Regions from separate parts of the Sus scrofa genome. Here region 1 is linked to region 2. Evidence: chromatin contacts called from public HiChIP or PLAC-seq data. All regions are on one chromosome and are shown on one strand. The core of a region is the stretch at or near the end of the contact, and the rest is flanking DNA. Distances in the headings are between cores, read along the strand shown. Region 1 holds the start of C15H2orf88 (small membrane A-kinase anchor protein). Region 2 holds the start of PMS1 (PMS1 protein homolog 1).

What was found. HiChIP or PLAC-seq counts read pairs in DNA pulled down with a chosen protein or histone mark.
Region 1: a contact with region 2 is called in an H3K27ac HiChIP or PLAC-seq map of skeletal muscle. The contact joins the promoter of C15H2orf88 here to the promoter of PMS1 in region 2. A contact is called at or near these places in 2 of 5 promoter capture datasets (fetal liver and liver), 2 of 47 Hi-C or Micro-C datasets (embryonic fibroblasts and fetal skeletal muscle) and 1 of 2 datasets of contacts at active chromatin or transcription factors (skeletal muscle).

The regions. Positions count from the first base shown.
Region 1 is chr15:94,625,980-94,629,891 of Sscrofa11.1, forward strand. C15H2orf88 (small membrane A-kinase anchor protein) reads left to right here and starts at 2,304. Exons shown (of 8, transcript XM_021076261.1): 1 at 2,304-2,428. MSTN (myostatin) reads right to left here and starts at 2,461. Exons shown (of 3, transcript NM_214435.2): 1 at 2,089-2,461; 2 at 1-279. The coding sequence starts at 2,461.
Region 2 is chr15:94,348,635-94,352,960 of Sscrofa11.1, forward strand. It overlaps PMS1 (PMS1 protein homolog 1), which reads left to right and starts at 2,969. Exons shown (of 14, transcript XM_021075394.1): 1 at 2,969-3,088. OSGEPL1 (probable tRNA N6-adenosine threonylcarbamoyltransferase, mitochondrial) reads right to left here. Exons shown (of 8, transcript XM_021075405.1): 2 at 2,834-3,007. The coding sequence starts at 2,946.

The DNA of each region.
Region 1 (3,912 bases), core at 1,054-3,553, 280 kb after region 2:
GTTTGAGCCAATTTTGCAACACTGTCTTCACATCAATGCTCTGCCAAATACCAGTGCCTGGGTTCATGTCAAGTTTCAGAGATCGGATTCCAGTATACCTTGTACCGTCTTTCATGGGTTTGATGAGTCTCAGGATTTGCACAAACACTGTTGTAGGAGTCTTGACGGGTCTCAGATATATCCACAGTTGGGCCTTTACTACTTTATTGTATTGTATTTTAGAGCTAAATTTAAAGAAGCAGCATTTGGGTTTTCCTTCCACTTGCATTAGAAGATCAGCTAAAAATGAGTAAAAAAAGAAAAGAGTTATTGAAATTGTTTCATGAAAAATGAACAAACTCCTTCATATTAATCAGTGAGCTTTTTTTCTATTGGAATAGTGCATGCATATTTAGTCTTTTAAAATGAAAAACTGTAGAATTTCATTCATAATTCAGAAAAATATCAAATGAAATAATTACTATAGCTTTTCAGATTTTTTTCAATATGTTTTTTCAGCTGTTTATGAGAAACCTACTTCCTTTCTAGAAAACTGTAGACTAAAGAAAATTCTGTAAAGGAATGAAGAGTGGATGAAATTTTAAAATGATGATGATTAGAGAGAACAAGAGACACTGTGGAGGAACATCCACTTAGAATTCTTTGGGAATCTGAGTAGTTACACTTACTGAGCAGCTGTACCAATCAGTCTGGAAGAAGGAACCCTTCCCCCAGGCCTGAATTACCTGGGGACGAGACACACTGAGCAACTAACTGAGCCTCGGGAATTAGTAGAAAATATAGTACATCTGTTATGTTTTGGCCTGGGATAGCTTTTTTAAAGGAACCAAACTAGAAGGCACTTAGCACCAGAATTTAAATGTTGCATTCAGGCTATCTCAAAACTTAGAAAACATTGTTAAGGCCATGCTGTCATTGTAAGCAGAAGCATTTAGAAACAGCTTTCCTTTTGGTTTTCCAAGATTGTTTATAAATAAGGCAAATCTACTCTAGGATTATCTGATAGCATAGTTTTCAAGAAAAATTATTTGTTGCATTATAGCCTAATTACTTAATAAGAAGAATAATATTTTGAAACTGTTTTGAGTCTAGTTTAAAGTGGGTAAAGCACTGTATAAAGCAAAATCACAGACACATGGCACAAAAATCTTTCTTGTCATGCCTTCTCTGTTAAGGTGCCTGTCTCCCTTTCCTTGTGTATACTTTTGAACTGATTGTAATAGGAATGGTATGAAATATATTGTCCTTCATAAGCAATGTGGATACTACAGGTAATAGTTCTTTCTCCCTCCTATGAAAAAGAAAATAATATTGTAGAGCTTATTAAGCATGTGCCTGCCTGGAAATATTCAGACAGGGTACTCTCAACAATAGTACCATGGTCAAGGTATAAGCAGGACTTTGTGAGCCATAACCTACTTGATAAAATGTTTATTTCTTGGCATTTTCTGATAATTAGCTCATAATTACCATTATGCTATGTTTACTTCATCATTGCTCTTACCAAAACATTAAATTTTTTAAAAATATTTTTTATACTTTCCAGTGTAATAGCTTTCAAAATTAGACATTTTAATTTGTGAAGAACATAGAAACACTGTGAGAAATCGTTCTGAATAACAGAAGTCATTCTAGGGGTGCAGCAAATGCCCCAATGGGGCTCAATATCTGCAAATTTACATCTTCCCTTCTTTATCATTAGTGAAAAAAACCTGTTATTACAAATGCCTATTTCAGACAACCAACCTTTTTTTCCACATTGCTTGTAGAAACTCCCAATCCTTGCCTTGGTGGCATTAAGCTGTGAAAGCATAAGCATGTTATATTTGTCTTATTAAACTATATAACAATGCTATGCAAGCATTTTATTTTTTATTTTCAGCTGTTTAGCTAAGGAAAACAATAATACAGCAGCTTTCAGTCTCATTAGTTTATTTCTCATGAAATCTTGAAAAAAGAAACTCTTTTCCCTCCTACTTACGTACAAGCCAACAGCTTGTTAAAAGAGCCTGAAAATAGATCTGTTTCTCATAAACACTGGAACAACAGTCAGCAGAATTGTTGATATACACTAATAGGACTACTTACACTCTGTAGGCATGGTAATGATCGTTTCCGTCGTAGCGTGATAATCATCATCTTCCAAGGAGCCATCACTGCTGTCATCTCTCTGGACATCGTACTGATCAATCAGTTCCCGGAGTGGAGGAGCTTTGGGCAAAAGTTGTCTTATAGCATCTTTGCTAATGTTAGGAGCTGTTTCCAGGCGAAGTTTACTGAGGATTTGAATTTTTATGGCTTCTAGTCTTGAAGATTTAGTGTTTTGTCTCCACATACATGCATTACACAGCCCCTCTTTTTCCACATTTTCCTTTTGCTCGCTGTTCTCATTCAGATCCACGGGACCAGCAACAATCAGCATAAACAGGTAAATATAAACATAGATTTGCAGTTTTTGCATGATTTTAAAATCAATACAATCTTTCTCCTTGTTCTTATTTCTTCCTTTTACTTTTGCTTTTGAGTAACGCCAAGCAAAATTTTAATGCCTGCACTGTCTGAGAGACAACTTGCCACACCAGTGAATCTTTTATACTGTATTCCAAGTGGCTTTTTATATTCCACTTGATGAGACAAGTGTCGTCAGGATCTATGATTGGCTCTTGCTCCACAATGAATCTCGCTGTCAGAGGTTAAAACCCTGTCTGTCACAAGTCACCAAACAGTATTTTGTTACAGTCAAGGGTGAGCTGATTCATTTGACTACTTCATAAAAGAAATAAATCTACAAATAATGAAAGATATATGTGACATTTGAAAAATTAAAATCTATGTTAACAATAATATAAACTGCACTTAAATATTATTAATCTTTATTAGTGAAACTTTAAAATTGTAATTTAAATAAGTAATTCTTTTACACTTCATACTTAAAAAGTTGAAATGTCTTTTTCCTCAAAAAAATAAAATGATTTTACATTATTTAGACAAACATTTGAGGAAAAAAGAATTTTATTTGCTGTTTTAAATTATTTTTAGTCCTGTGTAATCAGAGAAATACAGATTTAAATTAGGAAGACCTGAATTAAAATTTAAGATTGTGATACTAGTAAAATATATTCAGCTATAATTTGAGAAACTTGTTTTCCTGACTAAATTTCTAGTACATAATGAAAATCATACTTATTCTGTTATATTACACATGGAATTATTTTTAAATAATATCTTTTATTCACGTGAAAATCGTGCTCAGTTTTCAACTGATTTTCTCCTATCCTAAAGTTGCAGATTAATATTGCTCAGAAGATGTGTTTTTTCATTGTTTATTACCAAGAGGATAATGTCAGCTATCTGAGCTTAGAATAAGCTTAGAATAACTTAGAATAGAAAGATAATGAATTTTATGACTGATAATGCAGTTTGCCTCAGATTTCCAGTGGTGAAAGTAAAAAATGTAGTATCTATTCTCTGTAAATTATGCCCAAGTATTGTAAACACATAAAAGAGAAGGAGCACCATAATAAAGGGTGCCCATTTTTCTGTTTCCCAATTCTGTGCTAGGTTTGCACCCCTTTGCCAGTTTCTCATTTGACCAGAGGGCAGACACCTGGCAGGGATTTGGGGTAAGGTCTGGGAGCAGAGAATAGAGCTTTTTGTTCTCTAAATTTAAGTGGCCTCTGTAGAGCTCAAACTCTCAACCTTAGCTTTAGGAGCCACAAGATCTAATCAAATGAACTATTAAAGAGCTAAACAAACATAGCCAGTGAGAAACAGAAGCTGTTTCCAGGCCACAGGAGATTTATTCTTCCTACTCCTTTTGGGGAAGCTAAGGACTCCTAAGAGAGTTAATCCATTACTTTTTTTTTTTTCCAAGAGAATGCAGTGGTTCATATCAAATATTTATTTTTTAGG
Region 2 (4,326 bases), core at 1,719-4,218:
TTAAAAAGCTAGGTTGAGGGGTTTAAGGTGTTCTACAGCAGTTAGAAGCTTTTCCACAAAAGAATAAATCAGCTCCTAAAATTTAACTTTTATATATAATACGAAAAAATTACTTCACTTTATTTTTCACAAAAAAAGTGTAAACCACCAAGATAATGTGTACTTACTTTAAATGAACCTCAGTTTGGGAATGTATTGCTTCTCCCAAAACATTTCCAGTTTCATCCACAACAGCAGCTGCTGTATCATCACAACTGGTTTCAATTCCCAACACTAGTTTATGAAGAAATAGTTTTCCAGGTTGAATATTAAAACTTCTTAAAAATTCATAATTTTTCCCTTTTGATAGGTTAGAAAAAACTCCTGTTGTTTTATTTAATATTAACATATTTACTGAACAGATAATTCCTGGAAAATAATTAAAGAAATATTATCATTTGGAACTGAGATTAGCCATTAACTAATTCAGTTAAGCAAAATTCTGAGAGCTTGGTTTATTTTTCAGCATAAGTTTTATAATATTTTAGGAAAGTTTTGTAAAAGTTAGCAAAAAATTTTAAAGGGTGTAGCAACTTGTTAATATAAATAACAGTATGAATGCTCTTTAAGGGCAAAAGTGGAAAGTTAAATATAAAATAGTATTGAGGCAGAAACAAATCTGACTAGGTACCATGAGGTTGTATGTTCAATCCCTGGCCTCAGTGGGTTAAGACTACGGCATTGCCGTGAACTGTGGTGAAGGTCACGTATGTGGTTTGGATCTGGCATTGCTGTGGCTGTGGCATAGGCCAGAGGTTACAGCTCCGATTAAACCCCTAGCCTGGGAACCTCCACATGCTCATGGTGTGGCCCTAAAGAGAGAATAGAATAGAAAGAATGGAATAGAATGGAATAGAATAGGAATAGGAATAGGAAGAGGAATAGGAATAGGAATAGAATAGGAATAGGAATAGGAATAGGAAGAATTAGAATACAATAGAACAGAATAGAATAGATAGAATAGAATAGAATAGAACAGAACAGAATAGAAATAGACTAGACTAGACTAGAATTGAATAGAATAGGAATAGAATAGAATAGAAATAGACTAGAATAGAAATAGAATAGAACAGAATAGAAATAGAATAGAATAGATAAAATAAAATAGCATTGATATTGCTTGTATGCTAGTCTTATCAAACTACTGATTATTCTTTATAAAGCAGCTAATATTACAGTACAATAGTTGTGTGCTTGGTTTTCTGGAAAGTGCTATTTATTTTGTACTCCTAAAGTTAGAACAAAATGTTGTTTTAGGTTTTTTTGCTTTTTTTTTAAGAGCCATACCTGTGGCATATGCAAGTTCCCAGGCTAAGGGTTGAATGTGAGCTGAGGCTGCCGGCCTACACCACAGCCACAGCAACACGGGATCCGAGCCACATCTGCTACCTACACCACAGCTCATGGCAACGCCAGATCCCTGATCCACTGAGGCCAGGGATCGAAACCACATCCTCATGAATACTAGTGGGATTCGTTTCTGTTGCACCACAGAAATGCGGTTTTTTTGTTTTTTGTTTTTTTGTTTTTTTGTCTTTTCTAGGGCCCCACCCACAGCAAATGGAGGTTCCCAGGCTATGGGTCTAATCGGAGCTGTAGCTGCCAGCCTACGTCAGAGCCACAGCAACGCGAGATCCAAGCCGCGTCTGAGACCTACACCACAGCTCATGGCAACGCTGGATTCTTAACCCAGTGAACAAGGCCAGGGATTGAACGTGCAATCTCATGGTTGCTAGTCAGATTCATTAACCACTGAGCCAGGGGAACTCCATAAGGCGTTTTTTTTTTTTTTTTTTTTTTTTAATCAAACAATAAAGACAAAACATAACTAATAAACATTTGTGCCTTCCATTTCCCATAATCATCTTTCAAAATAAAAATTAATCATTTAATTAAATACAATCGAAGTCACATAAGACATATAAAACACAATGTAAGATGCAGTCCTCTAACAAACAAGTGTTCTCAGAGTTCCTGCTGTGGCTCAGCAGGTTAGGAACCCAACTAGTATCTAGGAGGATGTGGGTTAGATCCCTGATCTCACTCAGCTGGTTAAGGATACAATGTTGCTGCAAACTGCAGCAAAGTTGGGGCTTGGATCTGGCATTGCTGTAGCTGTGGCCTGTGCCAGCAGCTATATAGCTCTGATTAGACTCCTAGCCTGGGAACTTCCATATGCCATGGGTGCGGCCCTGAAAAGACAGAAGGAAAAAAAAAAGTGTTCTCATAAAGCTCATCTTAAAAAGAACATCTCAATTAAAACGACCAAACCTAATACCTATCTTATGCATTAATTATAATTTTTAATTCAATCATCATTTTGGCCACAGGTTTATCATAAGAGATCGCTCCAAATCTTTCCCCCAAAATAACAGTCCATCGTTAAAGCACCTAGTTTTCGTCACACTGCCAAGTATATAGTTTCATGCCCCCAAATCAACTGAATCTTCCAGATGTTAAGCAAGCTCTTTCCCTAACAAACTAATGGAGGCAATGTAAAAATACATATATATTGGAACTTTGATTGCTCCACAGGGGCAGGGGGCATCCAGGGATTGGAAACCAAACAGCTCCAGAGGGTGCAGCCCAGACAGACACGCCAGGAGAAATTAGATTTATAGTCATTAAATCCTGCCAAGGAAACTTGTGCGAAGCCCTTCTCTTTCGGGCCAAGAAAGATCACAAGTGAACCTTGGGTACTTCGCCAGTGCTGGTGGCGGCGAGAGGCTGTGACTGGACCTGCTTTTTTAGGCGCGCAAAAAAGTGGGGAGAAAGGGTGAGCAATCTTACCCACCTTCCTTGTGAAGGACCAGTAGCTAGTACTCGTCTTCTTTCCGTACCAAAGACGCTCAACTGCCCTTCTCTGCGCAAGAAAGCCCGAATCCGTCGCCCCGGAAGTGATGTCATCAACCCAGTGCCAGAGTGCTGTCGCCAAGGTCAGCTGCTAATTCCCTAGAGGGCGTCACTCCTAGTGTAAATAACAGGCAGAAAGGCTGTCTTAACCCAAAAATGCTGTGCGTGAGCTCAAGTGAGGCTTCCAGATTTGTAGGTAAGAAGACCTTTAAGGTCACATGCCTAGTGACTAATCTAGTGGAGACTGGACACAGATTTGACTACGTAGCATTTAGTTCTAAACATTACGCTATAAAGAAAAAAATTTTTTGCCTCCGGCTGTAATTTGGACGCCGCTATGAGAAAAGTATGCGGTGCATTATTCATCATTCCATTCTAGACAAACTATCGCCAATTCTAAGTGTTGTGTCTTGAGATATCTAATAGTTTCAGAGACATGGAGTGCAAACTAGGGACACTCATAAGGACTTGTGCTGAGTTCTCCCCAAACACAAATTCTTTTGGTCTGACAGTCTAAGTTAATTTCACTTACTCAGATGAAGTAAAAGATATGGGGCTGGCTCGTTTTTTTACGTTTAAAAGTGCTGGGATGGTGGAGGGGGCGAGGGGGATGGTGATATTTACTTACCTTTAAGAATTGTAATATTCCTGTTTTCGTAGTGCATTGTATGGTCTTTGCTTACTCTGGAGGCACCTTCAGCAGAGTATGTAACCCTATCATTGTACCTCCTTCAGTCTGTTTTTATTGGTATGTGAATTTTTTAACCATTCTAGTCTTATCCTCTGCTAGGCTTTTAAGTTTTTACTAAGCAAAGACCTTATAAATGCAAGGTTGGTCAGAGATGGTATTAAGCCCTTGGTAAGAGGTAGGAAAGTCTCTTATAGTCTAATGGCAGATAATGTAATTCATAATTACCAGATGTGTAAATTTAAAATTACCTGAGTATTAGTAAGAATTTTTTGGTAGGACTTATGTCCATCAAAAATTTCATTTTTGTGTTATAATAACCATAATTAACAATAAAGTAGCACTTATTATGTGCCAGGCACTGTTGCAGGTTAATTTATTTCTCACAACAATCCCATGTGGTAGTTACTGTCCTCACTTTACAGATGAGACAACTGGACCACAGAGTTTGGATGATTTGCAGGTCATTACAGTGAGTACAGAGCTAGGATCAGAAGTCAGGACATCTGCTCTGGAGTCTGTTTTCTTAATTGCCAGAGGTAAAATAGCTAGTATTTTCCTAAAGATGCAATGTTGATCCAAAAGAGGAAAAAAGAAAAATTAAGACCTAAATATTAGGAAAAATTACTCATCCTGATTGCATATAATAGGTCATAAGTTATTTTCTCTCATATACTGGAATTTAGTCTGAACGTGAAATCTTTCACATGTGGTATTGCTTTTCTTGCAACTTAAACTGCACTGTC